2 separate regions of the Arachis hypogaea genome follow, and region 2 is linked to region 1. The links are chromatin contacts, called in public Hi-C maps. All regions are on one chromosome and are shown on one strand. Each heading gives the region's core, a stretch centred on a gene start, on an enhancer-like site or on the middle of the called end of the contact. The rest is flanking DNA. Distances are from core to core; before and after follow the strand shown. Region 1 holds the start of LOC112775475 (transcription termination factor MTEF18, mitochondrial). Region 2 holds the start of LOC112779418 (pentatricopeptide repeat-containing protein At2g20540).

Evidence for each region. A called contact is a pair of places that touch in the nucleus more often than the background predicts.
Region 2: a Hi-C map of an unstated tissue shows a contact between it and region 1, with 4 times the contacts expected there. The contact joins the promoter of LOC112779418 here to the promoter of LOC112775475 in region 1. A contact is called at or near these places in 3 of 8 Hi-C or Micro-C datasets (leaf and an unstated tissue).

What each region holds. Positions count from the first base shown.
Region 1 is chr19:128,510,127-128,514,251 of arahy.Tifrunner.gnm2.J5K5, forward strand. LOC112775475 (transcription termination factor MTEF18, mitochondrial) reads left to right here and starts at 1,780. Exons shown (of 3, transcript XM_025819102.3): 1 at 1,780-2,383; 2 at 3,421-4,125. The coding sequence starts at 3,547.
Region 2 is chr19:128,856,033-128,860,157 of arahy.Tifrunner.gnm2.J5K5, forward strand. LOC112779418 (pentatricopeptide repeat-containing protein At2g20540) reads left to right here and starts at 1,691. Exons shown (of 8, transcript XR_011877004.1): 1 at 1,691-2,123; 2 at 3,884-4,125.

The DNA.
Region 1 (4,125 bases), core at 530-3,029:
GAATTATATAAATTTAATCTATTTATATTAGAAAAATAAATATGCTTGATTAAATAATAATAATAATTTAATTAGTTAATTATCTAAAATTAAATTTATTTTCTCAATAAAAATGAGACAGTTAGTATTTAATAATTTTTTATTTTAATTGAGATAATATATATTATATATCGTTTATTTATTTTTACTATTTATTTAATTTAGTTTTGGTATTATGTATAATAATTATTTTCATCAATTTTTTTTTTACCATGAATATTATAGTGTCAATTATGCAATTAAATGGCAAAAAATATTTAAATAATTAATTAATAGAAAAAAGATATTATTTATATTTATATATAAAAAATATGGTTGTTTGAATTAAATTTTTATTTTTTCGTAATTATTTTTGTGTTTCTTTTTTGAATCTTATATATTTTTTTATAGATTCTTTAATTATTGAGCTATGATTTTTTGTATTATATAAAAAATAATCAATAAAATGTAAATTGATGGACATAAAAGATATTTGACAAAAAAAATATTTTTAAATTAATATACTTTTTGATGTGTTAATTAAATTATTTAAAAATTGACTAATATATTTTAAATTTTTAATATTTAAATATATTTATGTTAAATTTTTATTATTTTATATATTATTTTTTTCTATTATTAAAATTTTTTAAATCTGTTACCGATTAGTAATATTTTAGATATGAATATAATAATTTTAATTTAAATAATATTTTAAAATTTATATTAGATTATAATTATATTTTTATGTATTTATTTATATTTTATTATAAAACAATTATTTTAGTTAAACTACCGTATAAAGATGTAACTAAAAAAACTTGATGATCGGTTCAATTTTTAAAATTGAGTAAAGTATTATTTTTTAAGTTTTAAAGTTGTTCCTAACGTTTCAATCGTTCTATTTAAGTTTCTAATGTTTTAAAAGTGACTCAATATTGTCCTGCCGTTAGGGATCCGTTAATAGAATTGACGGCGGGACAAAATTGAAACAATTTTGAAACATTAGGGACTTAAATAGGACGAAAACATTGGAGACAAAAATGATATATAGAAATAAATTTTAATTTTACCCTTCAATAATATCAATTTTTTACTATACATAGTATTCAATTATTTTTTAATCACATATAAGTAAATTACACTTAATCATATTACTTTCATTTTAAATAAATTAATTTTTTTATAATTTTACTCTTAAAGATTTTTAGTTATCATGAAATATTTGTAAAATGACTAGTATATAAACTTACAGAAAAGAAAAAATAATATATATACAATAAAATATAAATTATACCTTTTGTCTCTAATATATCAAAATTCTTTAAAATTATAAAAAAATAAATTTATTTAAAAAAAAGTAATGTGATTAAGTGTAATTTATTTAGATGTAATTAAAAAACAATTGATGAATTGAATACTATGTAAAGTAAAAAATTAATATTATTGAAAGATAAAATTAAATTAAAATTTATTTTTATGTATCGTTTTTGTCCCTAATGTTTTCGTCCTATTTAAGTCCCAAATATTTCAAAATCGTCTCAATTTTGTCCCGTCGTCAATTCTGTTAATGGATGCTAACGGTAGGATAACATTGAGTCAATTTTGAAACATTAAGGACTTAAATAGGACAATTGAAACGTTAAGAACAACTTTAAGACTTACCCCAAACGTTGGGACAAAAACAATACTTTACCCTTTAAAATTTTAGTTGAGGCAGAGAATCGCCTTAAAAAAACTACCGGTTAAATCGTCGGAACCGGCCCCATTTTAGGCACCCTGTTTGGCTCCTCTAATTTTTTTAAAAAACAAAAGAAGAAAAAGAAAAACGCCCAACAGAAGCACCCCTCCCCTTCTTTCGTTCACAAACCAAACCCAACCCTAAACCCTGAGCAGCAGCCACCCAGCCACCATCACCCAAAACACGTTTCATCAGCCCCCACCACTATCGGCGTCGGAGGTGACGACCAGCGGTTGCTATCTTCGCCTTTCGTAGGTCTGCTCGTCCCTCTTCTCCTGGATCCTTTCTCCTCGCGTGGCCGCTCTGTCCTCGTCGTCGTCGGCCGCCCTGAACTCGTCGTCTCTGTCTTCGAGCCATCTCTCTCGCTCACTGCGAAGTGTGAAAGTCCCTCTCTGCCGCGGTGGACTCTTTTGCCGCCGTGGATCTTCTCCTCGCCGTCGCAAACCGTTGCTCGTGGGCCCTGTTTTCGTCGGTCGCAAACGGTTGCTCGATCTTCTTCAAGCGCGTCCTCTCTCTCCATGAATCTCTGCCTGGAGCCTCGCCATCGCGAACTGATCCTCTTCCGAGCTCACTCTCTGTCCAAGCTCACTCTGTCACAGCCGTTCCTCCCTGGCCGTGTCTCCGGTAAGCCACTGCTTCTTCAGTTTCAATTTTTAAGATTCTGAGTTGAGTTTGTGTACTAGATTCTGAGTTGTGTGGTTGCTGATGTGATTCTGAGTTTAGTTTGGACGCTGAGTTTGAATTCTTTGCTTAGTTTTACTGTTTTTGGATTTTCTAGCTTTGGATGCTGAGTTTTTTGTTTTTTTAATTCTGATTTTTTGTTGTTAAATACTTGATTAGAAATCTTTGTTGAATTTTTTGTGATTGTGAATTCTTTGTTGCTAATAGTTTGAGTTTTTGTGTATGTTTTTTTTTCATTGTTGCTGATTACTTGATTATTAAAAGTTATTGCTGAAATTATTTTATTCTAAATTTTTGTTGCGGATGTGATGAGTATTGTATATTTAATTAAATGGGTTCAACTATGGTTTCACTCTGGTTGGACCATTAAACTATTGAACTAGTCACTTGACCGGTTCAATGACCTGCTTGGTTCTCGCAGCCTTGGTTTTAATTGTTGATGTGATGCTGATCTGAGTTAATGTTATTGATATTGTTAATTTGGTAATACGATAAATTGTTGTTGAGGTGCTGTTCTTTGACCATGTGTTTGTTAGGTTGCTGTATTTTTGCCTTGTTGATTTGAACAATTATTCGGATCTTAGTTCATGTTCTTGATCTTGTTAATTTGGTAATTTGATAAATTGTTGTTGGGGTGCTGTTCTTCGACCATGTGATTGCTAGATTGTTGTGTTTTTGCCCAATTATTAATTTGAATAATTATTCTGATCTGAGTTCATGTTCTTGAACTTGGTAATTTGTTAATTTGATAAATTATTGTTGTTGTGGTGTTGTTTTGATCTTGTGATTGTTAATTTGTATAATTGTTGTGATTTTTAATTGTTGAGTTTGTGTTTGGATGAGATTATAACATTGTGATTGATGTAGTACTTTTAATTTGGATGACATTTTAAAGTTTATATTATATTATAATTATGTTTTAGTGTCTTTATTTATATTTTATTTATTATTTTATTATAAAACAGTTATTTTGGTTGTAGCAGTGTACTAGGGAACTAGTAGCTAAACCAGTTCGGTTTTCAGAACCTTGTCGTAACTCATAACACGTCAAGCTACAACCATTAACACTCAAAACCCCTCCATTTCAAAAACCATCGATACCCATTATGTCCCATTTCCGGAAATTCCAATTAACACACTTCATCTCCAAAATTTCCCATACTTGCCTTAAACCTTCACAAAACCCTAGATTCCACAGCGCCAAATCTGCACCCCAATCCGCACAAAAAAACTGTGATTTCAAGTTCCCCTCGAAGGTCAGAAGGGAAGCACAAGCCGCATTGCTCGAGTACCTTCATTCCACAAGGAGCTTGCAGTTCCTTGACGCAGACAACATGTGCAAAAACTCGCCCTTTTTCCTCGACGATATTCTGAGGAAGGTTCTTCAGAAGAACGACACTGCTGCCAGCGACGTCAAGAAATCGATCTCGCGTTACCTCCGTTACCATCCAATTAACGAGTTTGAACCATTCTTTGAGAGTACAGGTTTGAAGCCTTTTGAATACTTGCACCTTCTTCCAAGGGACATGATGTTCATCAACGATGACACTGTGTTGATGGAGAATTACCATACTCTGTGTAACTATGGTGTTCCCAGGAACAAAATGGGGAAGATCTTCAAGGATTCACCTCAAGTTTTTCGATATGAAAGTGGGGTTCTGGTGTCCAAGTTTCAGAATTATGAA
Region 2 (4,125 bases), core at 441-2,940, 350 kb after region 1:
TGATAAAAGTTGGTGACCCGACCTGTTTATATAACCTGAACTAGGTCATGTTTAATTTTTTTCAGAAGATTGAAAACGGCGTCGTTTCACCTTAGTTCACCGCCATTGCATGCTCGCCGTCGTCGTCGTCGTGCCTCTCATCGGATCCTCCGCATTGTGTGCTCGTGTCTAGCCGATCCTCCGTGTGAGCTTTGTTGCTCGCGGCTCTCTCACTTCCACGTTTGCTCGAGCGGTGCTTCCTCCGTTGCATCTCTCCCTCCTCGCATCCCTGCTCAAGCTTTGTCGTCTCTCGTGTGTTCATTGCCAGCGGTCTTGCTTTCTATCCCTCATATGCTGCTAGTTCCCCGCATTGTAAACATAAGGAGAAGGACTGCCGCAATGCCGCCAGCTTATTCGCGTCACATTCTTACTCCTTCTCCTTCATACTCTGTTCGTTGGAAGACCACCCCGAAAATTATTTAATCGACTGAAAACTCGGTCACCCAGTCACCTGGCCGGGCCAAGCCACTCTTAAGCATTGGACCCGATAAAAATCGGGCAGACACGGATGGGTTTCGATAAAAATCGGTGACCTGACAGGTTTATATAACCCGAATCGGGTCATTTTTTTAGAAGATTGAAAACAGCGTCGTGTCACTTTAAAACACCACCCCTCCCTTGCGTGCCCTAATGCTAATCACCCATGGTTCTAAAAATCGAACTGGACCAGCCGGTCCAACCGGTCTAATCTTGAACCGACAGCAATTACGGTTTAGTTAACCTTTAGAAATTATTTGTTAGAAAATCGTTGAAGAACCGCTAAACTGGACAAAATCTGGCCGGTTGGACCGGATTAGGAACCAGCCGGTTTGAAGTAAACGGTGTCGTTTACTCGTTTTTGGCTTAACACTCGAGCAGCTCTCTTCATCGATGTTCTAAAAACCAAACTGGACCGGTCAGTCAAACCGGTTCAACCGGGAACCGGCATGAAAAACGGTCCGGTCCTCCTCTTAAAATCACCATCCTCCAAACCGTTGGTTAACCGCTGATAGGGCTGGCAATTGGTAAGGTAGGGTAGGGTTTGGACTCTATCCTAACCCTACCTGCGGGTTGAAAATTTTATTAAAACTCTACCCTACCCTACCCGCGGGTTGAGAATCTCTCAACCCTAACCCTACCCGCACCCTAAAGTTCTAAACCCTACCCTACCCTACCATACCCGCAGAAATATCAAATTTTTTCAAAGTAAATATAAAATTCAATCATTTCAAATTTTATACATATTAATAATATAAAAAATAAAAAACTAATGTTCTAAATTATTAAATTAACTAACTAGTTTAGTGGTTGTTCACTTATTGTAAGTCATTACATAACTCTCACTTCCTTCACTATTTACCTAATTTTTATAAAATATGTGTTATATATGAGGTGCGGATAGGGTAGGGTAGAGTACACCCTAAACCCGTACCCTACCCTACCCGCAGGCATACCCGGACCGTACACTACCCTATCCGCTGCGGGTCGGGTAGCCTACCCTACCCGAACGGGTTGGACCGGGTTGGGTACTCGCGAGTAGGGTATAAATTGCCAGCCCTAACCGCTGAACCTTCCGATTATCGGCCGGTTGGACCGGGCCAGAAACCGACCGGTTCTTAAGAAACGCCGTCGTTTTCATTGTTTTAGAAAAAAAAAAAAAAAAAAAACCACCACCATTCCCCCACGCGAGTCCATCCCCACGACCCCACCTCCCAAACACCAAACACTCCTCGTTCGGAAAACACACTCAAGCCCTAAGGTTCCATACCTAAAACCCAGCTTCGTCAACGGAACCGCCGCCGCCGTCCGTGGTTGTCGGCGTCTTCGCGGCCTCCTCCTTCCCCTGTCCCAAAACCATACGGCCAGACCTTCTCTTTGTCTGCTCAGACGCGCTTCCGCCGCCGTTTGTTTGCCGTTCACGTTCGCCTCTTCGTTCAGTCGTCGTCTTCCTTCGCGTTCTTCGCCGTTCACGTTCGCTCGGTGTTAACCGTTCGCGTTCGCATTCGCATTCGCGTTCGTCTGGAAGCCACGTTGCTCTGCTTCAAACTCTGCGACCAACCCGCGCGCTCCACCTAGCCGTCGAACTGCTCTCTTTTGTCGCCGCCGTGAGTTCCCTAAACCCGCCACCAATACTCTACTTCAAACTCTGCAACTTCTGATTTCTATTACAATAAGTAACTATTTGATTTGGTAGTGGTTTGAATTTTTTTTTTCATAGATTATACAATTGCTATGTTCTTTTCTCTATCACATTGATATTAAGTTTTGAATTCTCTTATTTCGTTTTAATTTTACCGCACTCAACATGTTTGATGCAATGCTTTAACCATATTTCTGGTTGGTTTTATAATTTCTAGCTTTTAGAAACTTAGTAAGTTGATTTCATGTGAAATTAAGAATAATTGGATCTTAGTAATTAGGAAAGTTTAGGTGCACAAATAGCATCTTTGCAGAAAAGTGAGAAAACATATTAGCATGATGATTCCACTTGCATTAGTGTTCTTCTGCTAAATTTTAACTGTTATTGTGAACTTGTTAATTTGCTAATTGTTCTTGTGTTGTTGTTCTGTTGTTCTTCTGTTATCTTTAATTTTTTTGTTTTTGTTGTGATTTTCTGTTCTTTGTTTATGTTACTGATTCACTGTTCCTTCATTGCTTTTTTTTTGTTGTTAATCATTGTGACGAGCTTTGTTAAAATTGGGTTGAAAACTGTTAATCTTTCTTCATTTTTCACTGTTCTAACTTCTGTTCTTATTAAAAAATTTGCAATTGGTATCTGAAGTACCCGAACTGGTATTGTGCTGTGGCACTTGACCAAGCAGTTTGCTTGGAGGCTTTCATAGACCCTCCAGTTTATTGTCGAACATGGTACACTTGTAAAGTAGACTTGTCTACTTACTTTCTTTTAGGTTTTGTGTCATGTTTCAGGGATATGATTGGGTGGTTGAATTGTCCAGGCTTTACCTTCATCCCTGGCCAAGTCTAGTGAATCTCCTTTGGTTGGGGTTGATCACATCTTAACAGATCATCAGACCCTTATGGAACTAGCTGATGCTTCTGATTATGCACTGGCTCTGATGCCATCAGCTAAAGGACAGTTTTGAGCAAGTGATCCAAAATTTATTTGGCAGAAGCTTTGATCTAGAATGCAGTATCTGGGATTAAAAAAGGATACCACTCTACTCTAGCAGTAATGAAAAGCCCTCCCCTCCATTCTCCATTGCAGTATCTGATGCCATCAACACATGATTGATCTTTTGATTTATTATATGCTTTATGTTTTCATTGTTCTGTTCTTATGAAGAAAAAATTTGCAATTAGTGATTGTATGATTCATGTTTTGATTGTTCTGTTATATAAAAAAAATTCTGTTTTCATTGTTTTGTTCATTGTTTGGTTGCACTGTCCCTGTTCTTGATCTCCGCAGACTTGCTACCTCTCCTCCGTGTTGGATTCTTTTTGTTTCAGGTTCTGTTGTGTGTTTGTTGTGCAAAACTAGCGTTTGTTGTGCAAAACTATTATTTTTTGTTTTACTTTTTGACTCAGCTACATTAAGACAATATTTTCTATCTTTAACATGCGCATTGTAATTCAATCCAGCTATTTTTAATGAAAGTATAATTATGTTAATTGTCAACAAATTTGCAACAAGTTTTTGCATATTTAGGGTTTTAAATTTGAAAGATATTTAGGATGTTTATTTATAATTTATTTATTATTTTATTATGGAACGGTTTTTCCGGTTGAACCACGGTTAGACCGGTTGGACCAATAAATCAGTGAACCAGTGACTAGAACGGTTTGATGACCGGTCTGGTTTTTAGAACCTTGCTCTTCACATCTCACTCACTCACTCAAACTGCAGAACTCTGAACCATATCAGTCCCCCTTCTCCAACCCTAGCTGCTGCCGCCGCCGGTCCGTCGAGCTTGGTGGCCGTCCATGCTGTAGCCACTGCCCCCAAGTCTCCAACCCCTGCTCTCTTCTTCCGCGAGCTCTCGGCGCATCCCCTGCTCTCTTCATCTTCCTGCCGTCGTCTTCATCTTCTCGCCATCGTCTGGTCGGCGTCGTCCGTCAATCAAGGGCCTGTCGGCGTCGTCTTCGAAG